Linked DNA regions of Sus scrofa: region 1 is linked to region 2. A link is a contact called in public Hi-C data. All regions are on one chromosome and are shown on one strand. Each heading gives the region's core, a stretch centred on a gene start, on an enhancer-like site or on the middle of the called end of the contact. The rest is flanking DNA. Distances are from core to core; before and after follow the strand shown. Region 1 holds the start of AHNAK (neuroblast differentiation-associated protein AHNAK). Region 2 holds the start of RTN3 (reticulon-3).

Region 1 (4,800 bases), core at 467-2,966, 830 kb before region 2:
GCAGGCCTACAGCCGCTGCCTTCACCAGCTCCCAGAAGACACCTGTCTGGGCAGCGCCAGGCCCTGCCCATCATGGACGAGCCTATTACCTGTTAACCTGGCGCCCAGAGTCTGCACCTCCCGCCGCCGTGAGCACCTGCCTAGCTCCTCCCTGGCACCTGGCTGCTGGGGATACACAGCAGTCAGTTCTGGGCGGCAGGTTCCGCAGTAACTGGGCTTCCAGTTCTACTCCACAACTTCCCAGCTACATGCTCTCGGCAAATGACATTGCTCCAAACCACACCTCCTACCAGGAGGAAGTTTTTCCAGCCTCATCCACCCGCGGCCCCTCACCCTCACGCTGGACTTTTTGGCACCTCGACCTCCAGGGCAGCTCCCTACCCCCACCCCAGCCGGCGGCGGATTTCTGGGCTCCGCCCTGCCGCCTGTCCCCACCTCTGTCCCCTGGCCCCTCCCACTCCTAGTCCCAGAGCTCCAAGTTCATGCTTCCTGCGGGGAGAGAAATCCCTTTTTCGTTCCCTAAGAGGGACTCCCCTCTCTTTGTGGCAGGAACTGGGGACAGCTTACATTCCCCAGCAGGAAGTCTCCACGCCTGATCACCGCGCCAGAAAAGAATGGGCTTTGACCCACAACACCAGGGATTAAGACCCCAGCTCGGAGGGGGTTGTCTTCCTGCGGGGGCGGGAGGAGCCGGGGCGAGGAGAGCGGCGAAGTCTCACCCTGGGGGGTGGATCAGTTTGGGAGCCGCCCTCCGCCCAGGCGGAGGCCAAGCTCTCCGCCCAGTGGCGGGGCTTCGCTAGTGCAGGGGCTGGGGCCCGGCCACTCGGCCCAGCTGCCAAAGAGCCGCCCCCAGCCCGGCCAGGACGCAAAGCCAGGCGCTTCCCCTTCCCCTAGAACCTCCGCTCCGGCCCCCGGGGACCGAGCAGGATGCCCCTCCCTGACCGGCCGTGTGCAGCGCCTCGCTCGGACTCCATCGGCCAGGGCCTCATCCCAGGGCTGTGCTCACCCTCTCTCTGGGGCTTCCGGACACAAACCCCGGGACCCCCGAACCCCTCTGGGCCGGAGAAACTTACTTTAGTCCTTACCTACAACCCCTGCAGCCCCAAGAAACCTCCACCACCAGGGCGGAGTGCCATTGCTGTCCTCTGCCCCGTGAGCCCCAGAGGCAAGCAGAGGTGACACATCCAGGACCACCACGCACAGCCGGAGACACCCCCCTCATAGGTAATAACACGTATCTCGCTGCTATGACACAAGTGGTTACAGGGACTTGACACCACGGTGAAAGAGCAACCCCAGACCCAAGCCCAGCCCAGCTGTCCCCCTGATGAAGAAGAGGGGCTCCATCAAAACACACACTCCTGCTGAGCCCGCTGTGGCCCACCCACGGGGCCCCCACACCTCCGCAGGCTTGCCCAGGGCTGGAGGAAACTGCGCATGCTCAGGAAGGCCTGGGAACCCAGTGGGATGGTTGCAGCTCAGGGAAATGCCAGCTGCCCTCCCTGGGCGTCTGGATGAAGCCCATGGGGGACCAAAGGAAGAGCAGAAGGCCCTACATACCCACCCACCAAAAGGTCCCATTCTAACCTCTCTCCAGGGCATGCGCAAACGGTCAGCCTTGCTCCAGGGAGAGAAGCTGGGGGCTTCTGGGAGTGGGGGGTGGGGGACACAGAGCCAGCAGGGGAGAGTTCCCAGCAGGGCAGGAGTCCGACTAGCTCTCCCAGTCTGTCTGCCTGTCCCCAGGCGGTTCCCAAGTTCCCAGGAAGGTGGTGACCACACCCCAGAGCCCCACCCACCCCCACCACCCCCACAGCTTTGCCCCAACCCCTCAAACCAGCTCCTCAGGCTCTGAGTGGCGTGCTCTGCCAGGGCCAGCCAGCCAATTGCAAATGAGCTAAGGAATCCAGCCCGGCAGTGCCCGGGCACCTCCACCCACGGCCCCCTGGGACTAAGGTGACCCCAGGGACCCCCAGCCTATTCCCTGCCTTTGACCGATGCTGGCCTTCTCCCTCCACAGGTCTCCCACAGATCGCTCTCTTGTGTCCCACTTAGATCCCTGGACCTGGAGCCTCGCCCTCCTGAAGCAAACCCTCGGCTCTGCGGGGTTAGCTCTTCAAAAGGTAACCCGGGCCAGGACCCCAGAGTAGCACTAAGCCCCACGGGACTTTGGTGGCTCCCCGTGTGTCCCGGTTCTCTGAACAATGTCCCAGCAGATAACCTTTAAGGACAGGGCTTTGGGGAGGGGCTCAGACACCCTCCAGTCCTCGCTAGCGATATTCCAGAACCCTCGTCCTCTGCTAGTCCAGCTCTCACGGTCCCAGGTCCTCTCCCCAGTCCCCCTCATCGCACAGCTAGGAACAAGGCAGTACCCCTAAGGCTGGGACTCCCTTCTACTTCCCACTCCACACGCAAGCCAAGTTCTGGCCCAGCCCAGCATCCCTGGGGGCCAGGGACTAGGAAGCTTCCCCATTCAGCTTCGAAAAGGAAGTGAGTGCCACACCCTGCCCCTGGGATCACCCTTATGGGGGGCAGGAGAATGAAAGCAGAATTGACTCCCCAGGAGTTCCCTTGTAGTGCAGCAGGTTAAGGATCTGGCCTTGTCACTGCAGCGACCTGGGTTCGATCCCTGGCCCAGGACCTTCCGCATGCCCATGCCGCAGGGACAGCCAACAAAAAAGAAGCTACTCCCCTAATTTAGACCCAGCACAGGCAAGGAGGCCCTAAAAGGCCTTCCAAGGCATCTTCAGCCTCCCTCCTTCCCTCCTCCCCACTCCCTTGACTTCACCTGTAGCCACAGGCCACCACCCCCCAGCCCCTGCACCCCAGGCATCACTGTGTCCCACAAAAATCAACCCAGTTCCTATCACTTGTTAGGCTGCACCCAGAAGAGCACGGGATCCTACAGTCAGGGGCTGGAGTCTAGTAGAGAAAACTTTCAAAACCAGTTATTGCTGGGGTGGGGTGGGGGGTGGATTATTGGGAGCCCAGCGCTATGCTGGGGACGCAGAGGTAACTAGCTGGATCCCTTTTTCTCTGGAAAGTCCAAGTCATTCTCGAAGGAGCACATTGCCATGGGAGGATCCCACCCTGCCTTTCCACAAACCCACTCTACGGAGCAGGGCACTCAGCAGCAGGCTCCCTGGAGGGACCTCGCCACCTCCACCCCGGCAGCCACGCCCTGCGAAAGGCGCGAGCACGCACAAGGCACACAATTCTCGGTGACCGTAATGCGCAGAGGCGCCGAAGCCGTCCCCACGTGGTGCCTGGAGCCCAGCGAGTGCCCTGAGATGCCCACTCCGCGCTCCTCCCACGCAAGGGGCACAGCCGGCCCTGCTTAGATCCCACGTGTCCCTCGTGGCCAGCGAGGGGCTGCGCCCCCGCATCCCGGCGCCCTGGCACTGCAGGGGGGCCCGAGCCCAGCCAGCCGAGGGCCAGCCCTCGCACATCGCGCACCCTCTCCCTGCATGGGAGAGCCTTACATAACACAGCTCTCTGAACACACCCTAAGCCCAGGGCCTTTCCCCCTCCACCGCACGACCTCGCCCCCCAGCCGGCTCTCCAGGAGCGCGCCTCTGGAGTGAAGGGCTCCAGAGCAGGCAGCCGAGCTCTCCTCCTACGCCAGCCGCGATCCTGCCCCCGCCCTCCCACACAAGCCCCTTCCACCCCCCTCGCCTTTGCCCCTCACCACTCCTCCCCGAGTTCTGGTTTGAATTAGTCACCGGCTCCAACCACCACATTCCTCAGGCTGCTGGCGCCAAGCCAGGCGCTGGGGCGGGGGCCATCCCGCCAGGACGGGTTTGGGAGTGGAGTGGGGAGAGAGCACCGCCTCTAAAGGGGAAGGGGCGGTCCCGAGGGCTGGGCCGCAGCACAACCCCCCCCCTCCACGCCCACCCCAGTGCAGGAATCTCCCTAATTATGTCCCCCACCCCCACTCCCACCCGTCCCGCTGCGGGGCGCGCAGCAAACTTCCAGGCTCCGCCGCCCCTGCGGAAGAAGGGAGTTTTCTGGAGCCGGGAACACGGAGAGGCAAGACCAGGGCGGGGCAGCTAGAAGGAGGCAGAAGGGGCTGCCAGGAGCAAGAAAGGGAGAGGCTGGTGGTACAGAACTGGGTGGGGCCGGGAGGACTCCAGACGCGAAGTCAGGGGCGGAGGTGTGGGGAGCTGGGAGGGGCAGCAGAGGGGGTTCACAGCGCTGGGGCGCAGGGGCGCCGGAAGGGGCCGAGGGGCCGCGCGGCGATCTCGGAAACTTCTCCAGTAAACATGGAATAGAAACGGAGCAGCGCGCAGAGCCACCGCCCCACGGAGAAGGAGGGGGTGGGACAGGGGGCACCAGGCCAAGAACGGGCGCCCAGCCCTGCAGCAGGGACGACAATCAGCCCTCGAGAAAAAGACGGACTGGAGGAAAGCGCGCCTCACAGAGATTTTCCAACTTGCCCAACTTGCGCCCCTGCTAGCTCCCCAACTCCGGAGGCAGAAGTCCCGGGGCGCGACACGTCGCCTGCCGGTGCGGCCCTGGGCTGCCCACCGCGTTCCAAACTGAACCTTCCCAGTGACATTCACCCAAAGCGCCTCGCCCAAGCCCTGCCACGCACCTCCCCTCGCGCGTTCCCAGCGTCCCGTTCCCCAGATCGCGCCGCGGTGCGCCCGGCCCCCCTACCTGTGCGCTCAGCCCCAGGGTACAGCCATAGCCGGCGCGGGGCCCGAGGTCGCGGTACTGCGGCAGCTGCAGGCGGCGAGCCCCGGTCGGGGCGGGTCCGGCAGGGCGGGCGGTGCAGTCCCCGCGGCGGAGCTGCTCCGAGTG
Region 2 (5,542 bases), core at 3,028-5,527:
CTACTGACTACTCGCAGGATCCATGTGTAAGCAATAGTCTGGCACTACGAAGGAACAGACTGGACTGCTGGCATCCCTGGATGTCATTTAAATACCTTATTTTGCTCTTGTATAATATGGGGTGTCCTAGTTTATAAAAAGAAAATAGTCAACCCCAATTCGTAGGGTGTTATTAACTATCAGGCCCTCAACATGGTCACACCATAAAAGCTCAAGACCCATCAGCTGCTTTGTTATTGTTATTGCAGCAACAGCAGAGCCAACAGCACAGCTGTCTAACACTTCGACAAAATTTCTAGAATTGCTGTCAAGGCAAGATACAAACATATTTAACTGTGGGTATAGCACACTACCATTTGTTTAAAAGGGTGGATGAGGTAGATTTACTACATTCACCTTTGCTTTTGCCACAAAAAGCTCCTAGCAGGAGTTACCTATGTGAGTGTAGCGGGGGGGGGACCAGTGCGTGGAGAGGGGAGGGGTTAGTGATAGAATAAAACTTTAGCGTATGTATGCTTTTGAGTATAAACACATATATGGCATGTGAATATATGCCATATACTTTACTTTTCTAATTAAAAACATTTTTTTCCTAAGAGTCAAGGAAAAATAGGATAATAAGATAGCGTAGAAGATGAGATGGGAAATAAGCTTTGTAAATACCAGTCTTGGGAGTTCCCCTCATGGCGCAACAGAAATGAATCCAGCTAGGAAGCATGAGGTTACATGTTTGATCCCTGGCATGCTTGGTGGGTTAAGGATCCAGCGTTGCGGTGAGCTGTGGTGTAGGTTGCAGACGCAGCTCTGATCTGGCATTGCTGTGGCTGTGGTGTAGCCTGGCAGCTATCGCTCTGATTTGACCCCTGGCCTGGGAACCACCATACTCTGTGGATGTGGCCCTGAAGGCAAAAAAAAAAAAAAAAAAAAAAAAACCAGAAATAGTCTCATAAGGACAGGACCAAGAAAGATTTCCCATCTCAATGCCTCAGCAGTAAAAATTGCTCAGCAGGAGTTCCCATCGAGGCAGTGGTTAACAAACCCAACTAGCATCCATGAGGACACGGGTTCCATCCCTGGCCTCGCTCAGCAGCTTAAGGATCCGACATTGCCTTGAGCCTTGGGTCGCACACTCGGCTTGGATCCTGCATTGCTCTGGCTGTGGTGTAGGCCAGCAGCTGCAGCTCTGATTGGACCCCTAACCTGGGAACCTCCATATGCCGAGAGTACGGCCTTGAAAAGACAAGACCAAAAAAAAAAAAAATTGCTCAGCAGAACTCCTGAGAACTATACTTCAGTGAGCACCTTAAAAATCCCATCTGTGCTACCTGCTGTGTAACAGCGGGATATGCAGCCTCTTGGAAGCACTGGGTTGGATCCCTAGCTGGGCACTGTGGGTTAAAGGATCCAGCACTGCCGTACCTTTAGCCTAAGTCAAGACTGCGGCTCAGATTTGATTCCTGTCGATAAAGCTCCATATGCCCCGGGGCAGCCAAAAATGGAAGAAAAATTTTAAAATCCCATCTGAGGCATTCCTTGCTAGAAAACTTAACGCTGAATCCCCATTAGCCTTCAGATGAAGCCTCAATTCTTTCAGGCTCTGTTACTACTCCGCATTCTAGCTCCGATACATCTGCCCCATCTTATCTCCTTCTGGTCCCAATTCAAACCCTTGACTCTAGCCAACCTGAGCTAACCACACCCAAAACATTTCACACTTCTAAGCCTTCCGTGCAGCCACCACGGGAGACTGTGTGGTCTCCCATTGCCCTAACGCAGCCTGTGGAGGGGAGGGGCGAGAGAGGATCAAATCCAGGCCAAGTTCTGCTAGACAAGCCAGCATTGAAGTGCATCATGGGCTGAGCTGGGAGGAAGGGGTGTCTTTCTATGGTTGGTGTGCCTACAAGGAGGTTTTATTGCATCTTTGCACAAAGCAAAACCCATGCGTTTTCTCCATACTATTCTCCCTTACCTTTAATGACCTCCTTACCAGTCCAAACTCCCATCCAACTCAGCTTCCTCATAAAACCTCCCCAAGTCACTGTAATTTGGTAATGATTCCCTCTACTCTTTCTGTATTTTTAGGTCCGCATCTGTGGCATATGGAGGTTCCCAGGCTAGGGGTTGAATCAGAGTTGTAGCCACTGGCCTACACCACAGCCACAACAATGCCAGATCCAAGTCTCGTCTTCAACCTACACCACAGCTCACGGCAATGCCAGATCCTTAACCCACTGCATGAGGCCAGGGATCGAACCTTCGTCCTCATGGATACTAGTCAGATTTGTTTACGCCAAAACACGACAGGAACTCCCCTCCCTCTACTCTTAGATCCGTACAATTCACTCGTCATCTAATCATAGCATATAGTTTTGTGTTGTTGGTTATTTTTGGTTGCTATTTAGTCTGTATTTTTTTTAACTTTATATATGTTCCAAGCCCCAACAGAGTAGTGTCATACACACAGCAGGTGACCAGCAAACATTTGTGGAACAAACATGTATACAAATAACATTCCAAGCAAGAGTCAGTCTCAGGGAAATTGACTGGTACAGCAAAAAGGAGCAGGAAGGAAAGGCAGCTTCAGGAACTGGACCTAGCACAAAGACCTTTTATGTAAAAAATCTGAAGGGTCTGAAGATCTGAAGAGACCACCAAGACCACATCCATGTCTTGACTTTTATCCTCTTTTCTCTGTGTCTAGATATGGAAACAGACTTCCTTTCTAGCCAGGATCTGCAGATCCTAGCAATTGCTGTTGGGGTAGGGATGAGCATCATTCATTTCCTTATCCAGTCCTTAATAATGTAAATTTTTTAAATGTATGCATTTATCAGAATGGGTAAATAACTGGCTTGGTTATCAGATTGGCTTGTATTTCTCTTTGTCATCTAGAGGACAGAATGCTGCATTATCAACTGATGCTGTAAGTGCCAGAGTAAGATATTTGCCATGAAGTTATTTTGGGAAATATTCTTCTGTGCCTTTTTTAGAGTGTTTCAAAAGCCAGGAGTTTTTTTTCCTGTCTGGGCTTTACCTGACCTTAAAACCTGTCAAGGGCAGATGTAGTCCACTGCCTGTTCTAGAAGATTTCCACTGGTCAGATCCCTTTTCCTCTGTGAGACTGCTTGGCTGACTACCTCCGCCTTCATGAGGTTGCATCTTTACAGGATCTGCTGATCCTGCAATTGCCGAATCAGGTCATCGATTGCTGCCTTAGCAATAACAAGGCCTATAGCCTTGCTTTTTATTACTTCCAGTCTACTTTCCCCCTTTTAAAAGAATAGTGCACATTTCAAATCGTTTGACCAGGTATATGGAGACTTTTGCAAGCCAATGGAAGAGAAGCCAAAAAATGAACAAAATCCAGCATAAGCTAGATATCCGCTTTCAAATACAGTTTCTGTTAAGGACGCCTTTTAGGCTACGAATAAAATTGAATTATGTGTCTTTTGGGCCACGTTCTCAATTTTTACTACGTCATTTTTCATTTTACCATCCCCCATAACCAGAGCCGGGATGTTATCTCCTGGCTCTTTTTTTCTCATTAGCTCAGCTCTTTTTCAATCAGAACATGTCTTCTCTACCTGTTAGTCTATTAAGAGAAACGGACAACCTTAGGACCCAAGGTGGACCCCTCTTTTTAAGGCGATAAGAATTTGAAGCAGGTTCTGCAGCTGCAATGCAATGTGACTGGAATGAGTAATAGTTTTTCATTCTGTGCAGCGTCTTTCTCCAACTGCCAAATGGGAGATCGTGTCATGGCTGCCTCATGGTGATGAGGTATTATGACACATCCAGAAAAATTCAGAAAGCACCTTGCAGAATGGGCCCTCACTGTGGTTTTCACTTTATTAGAGTCACGGGGGTGGGGGTGGGGAAGCATCAGACAAAAGACTTGGGCTCTAGAATTTGCAGGAAAAATATTCTCCACTAATGGAAGCAAAAATAAATTTCTACCGTTAAAACACGTAATCAGTTTACTCAACGCATTCACATAAAAAGCCGCGAAGCTCTAAACCGCAGGCCCCCCTCCCACTTTGCCCGCAGTGGTGGGCGGGGCTTGTTGCTTGGCCACGCCCCTTGCGCCCGGTCCCTGAGGGGCGCGGCCCACCCCGGCCTCCGGCCTCAACGCCGCGCCGGGCGGGTTTTGCCCCTCCTTCTCAGCAGGAGCTTAGCGGAGGGGACAGGGCGGGGGGGGGGGGAACTGTTCTTGCGCCTGCGCCTTGCGTCGCTGGGTGCCTCAAGGCGACCGCCGCCCGCCCGAGGGTCCTTTGTGCGCCTGCGCGCTCGCGCTCCCGCCCTCTCGCGGCGCTGGGCTTAGTCAGTCAGTCTGTCGGAGTCTGTCCTCGGAGCAGGAGGGGCGAAGCGACTTCGGAGAGCTAGCTGCCGGACTCGATTATTCTCTTTCCCCTCCTCTCTCCCGTCCCACAGCTCTCTTCACCCCTCTCCCTCCCTTGCTCGCGCAGCCATGGCGGAGCTGTCGGCGGCCACTCAGTCCCCGTCCGTCTCGTCGTCCTCCGGGGCCGAGTCCTCTGCGCCCGGTGGCGGCGGTGGGAGCCCGGGAGCCTGCCCCGCCCTGGGGGCGAAGAGCTGCGGCTCCTCCTGTGCGGGTGAGGCGCGCCGTGGGGGGACCTTAAGCTTGGGGGGGGGTCCTGGGGGGTGAGGCCGGCGAGTCACCCTTGCCTACGGGGGCCTTAGCCCCCAGGAACGAGCGTCTGGAAAATGGGCTAAGGGGAGGGCGTGTAAGGTGGTGCTGGTGGTGAGGAAATAACGGCGTGTGAGGAAAACAGGTTGGGGGAGGGGATGTTCTAGAGAGTGGGCGTTAACGCCAAGACGGTGCAGGTGGGGAAGGACATTAGTGCGGGCGAGCCGTCCACTGAACCGGGGTGATTTAGTGGAGCATTAGCGAGATTGAGAGGATTGGGGCAGGTTGGTGGTCGAAGAGATGATTCGTTAACGATTTCGAGGGGATGGCGGTGAAAGGGTTGCATTGCAGGCACGCAGGCAGGTGTTGACATAATCAGACATGCATGGTAGTCTTCCAAAAAAAATGTTTTTTTTTTGGTTGCCCGTGGGGAGGATGAGGAAGTTTCATGGAAACACGCTACAGTGTTTTCTATACTGTTTTCATCTTCCTTAGATTTTTTGCGGCCAGACTCTAAATGCCTGATTTTTCTGAGGCTGCGGGGTAGAGGGAGGCGTGATGAGAATATCTCAGGGAAGATTTGGGAGGGAGCCGCTGATGGTCCAAGATGGATCCGTGGCTGCATCTGCAACACAGCCTGCTCTTCACTGGCGCGGCGTGGGGGTGGGGACATGTAATTAGCTTCTTATATTCTAGACGGGAATAGAGTCATTTCAAGCTATCAACCTGTTTTAACTTCATGCTTTCCGTTGGCTGTTAATGATCGAAATATAACAAAAGGGGGGGGTTACCGCAGAAAGAGGGGAGGGAGAGAAGATTCAGACAAAGCAGGGTCTGGTTGAACCCCCTTCTCCTCCCATCACTGTGAAAGACTAGGAGGGAAGCTGCAGGCCGCTT

What was found. A called contact is a pair of places that touch in the nucleus more often than the background predicts.
Region 1: a Hi-C map of heart right ventricle shows a contact between it and region 2, with 4 times the contacts expected there. The contact joins the promoter of AHNAK here to the promoter of RTN3 in region 2. A contact is called at or near these places in 1 of 5 promoter capture datasets (fetal skeletal muscle) and 1 of 47 Hi-C or Micro-C datasets (heart right ventricle).

The regions. Positions count from the first base shown.
Region 1 is chr2:9,183,900-9,188,699 of Sscrofa11.1, reverse strand. It overlaps AHNAK (neuroblast differentiation-associated protein AHNAK), which reads right to left and starts at 1,716. Exons shown (of 10, transcript XM_013994215.2): 1 at 1,588-1,716.
Region 2 is chr2:8,353,655-8,359,196 of Sscrofa11.1, reverse strand. It overlaps RTN3 (reticulon-3), which reads left to right and starts at 4,277. Exons shown (of 11, transcript XM_021082903.1): 1 at 4,277-4,610. The coding sequence starts at 4,469.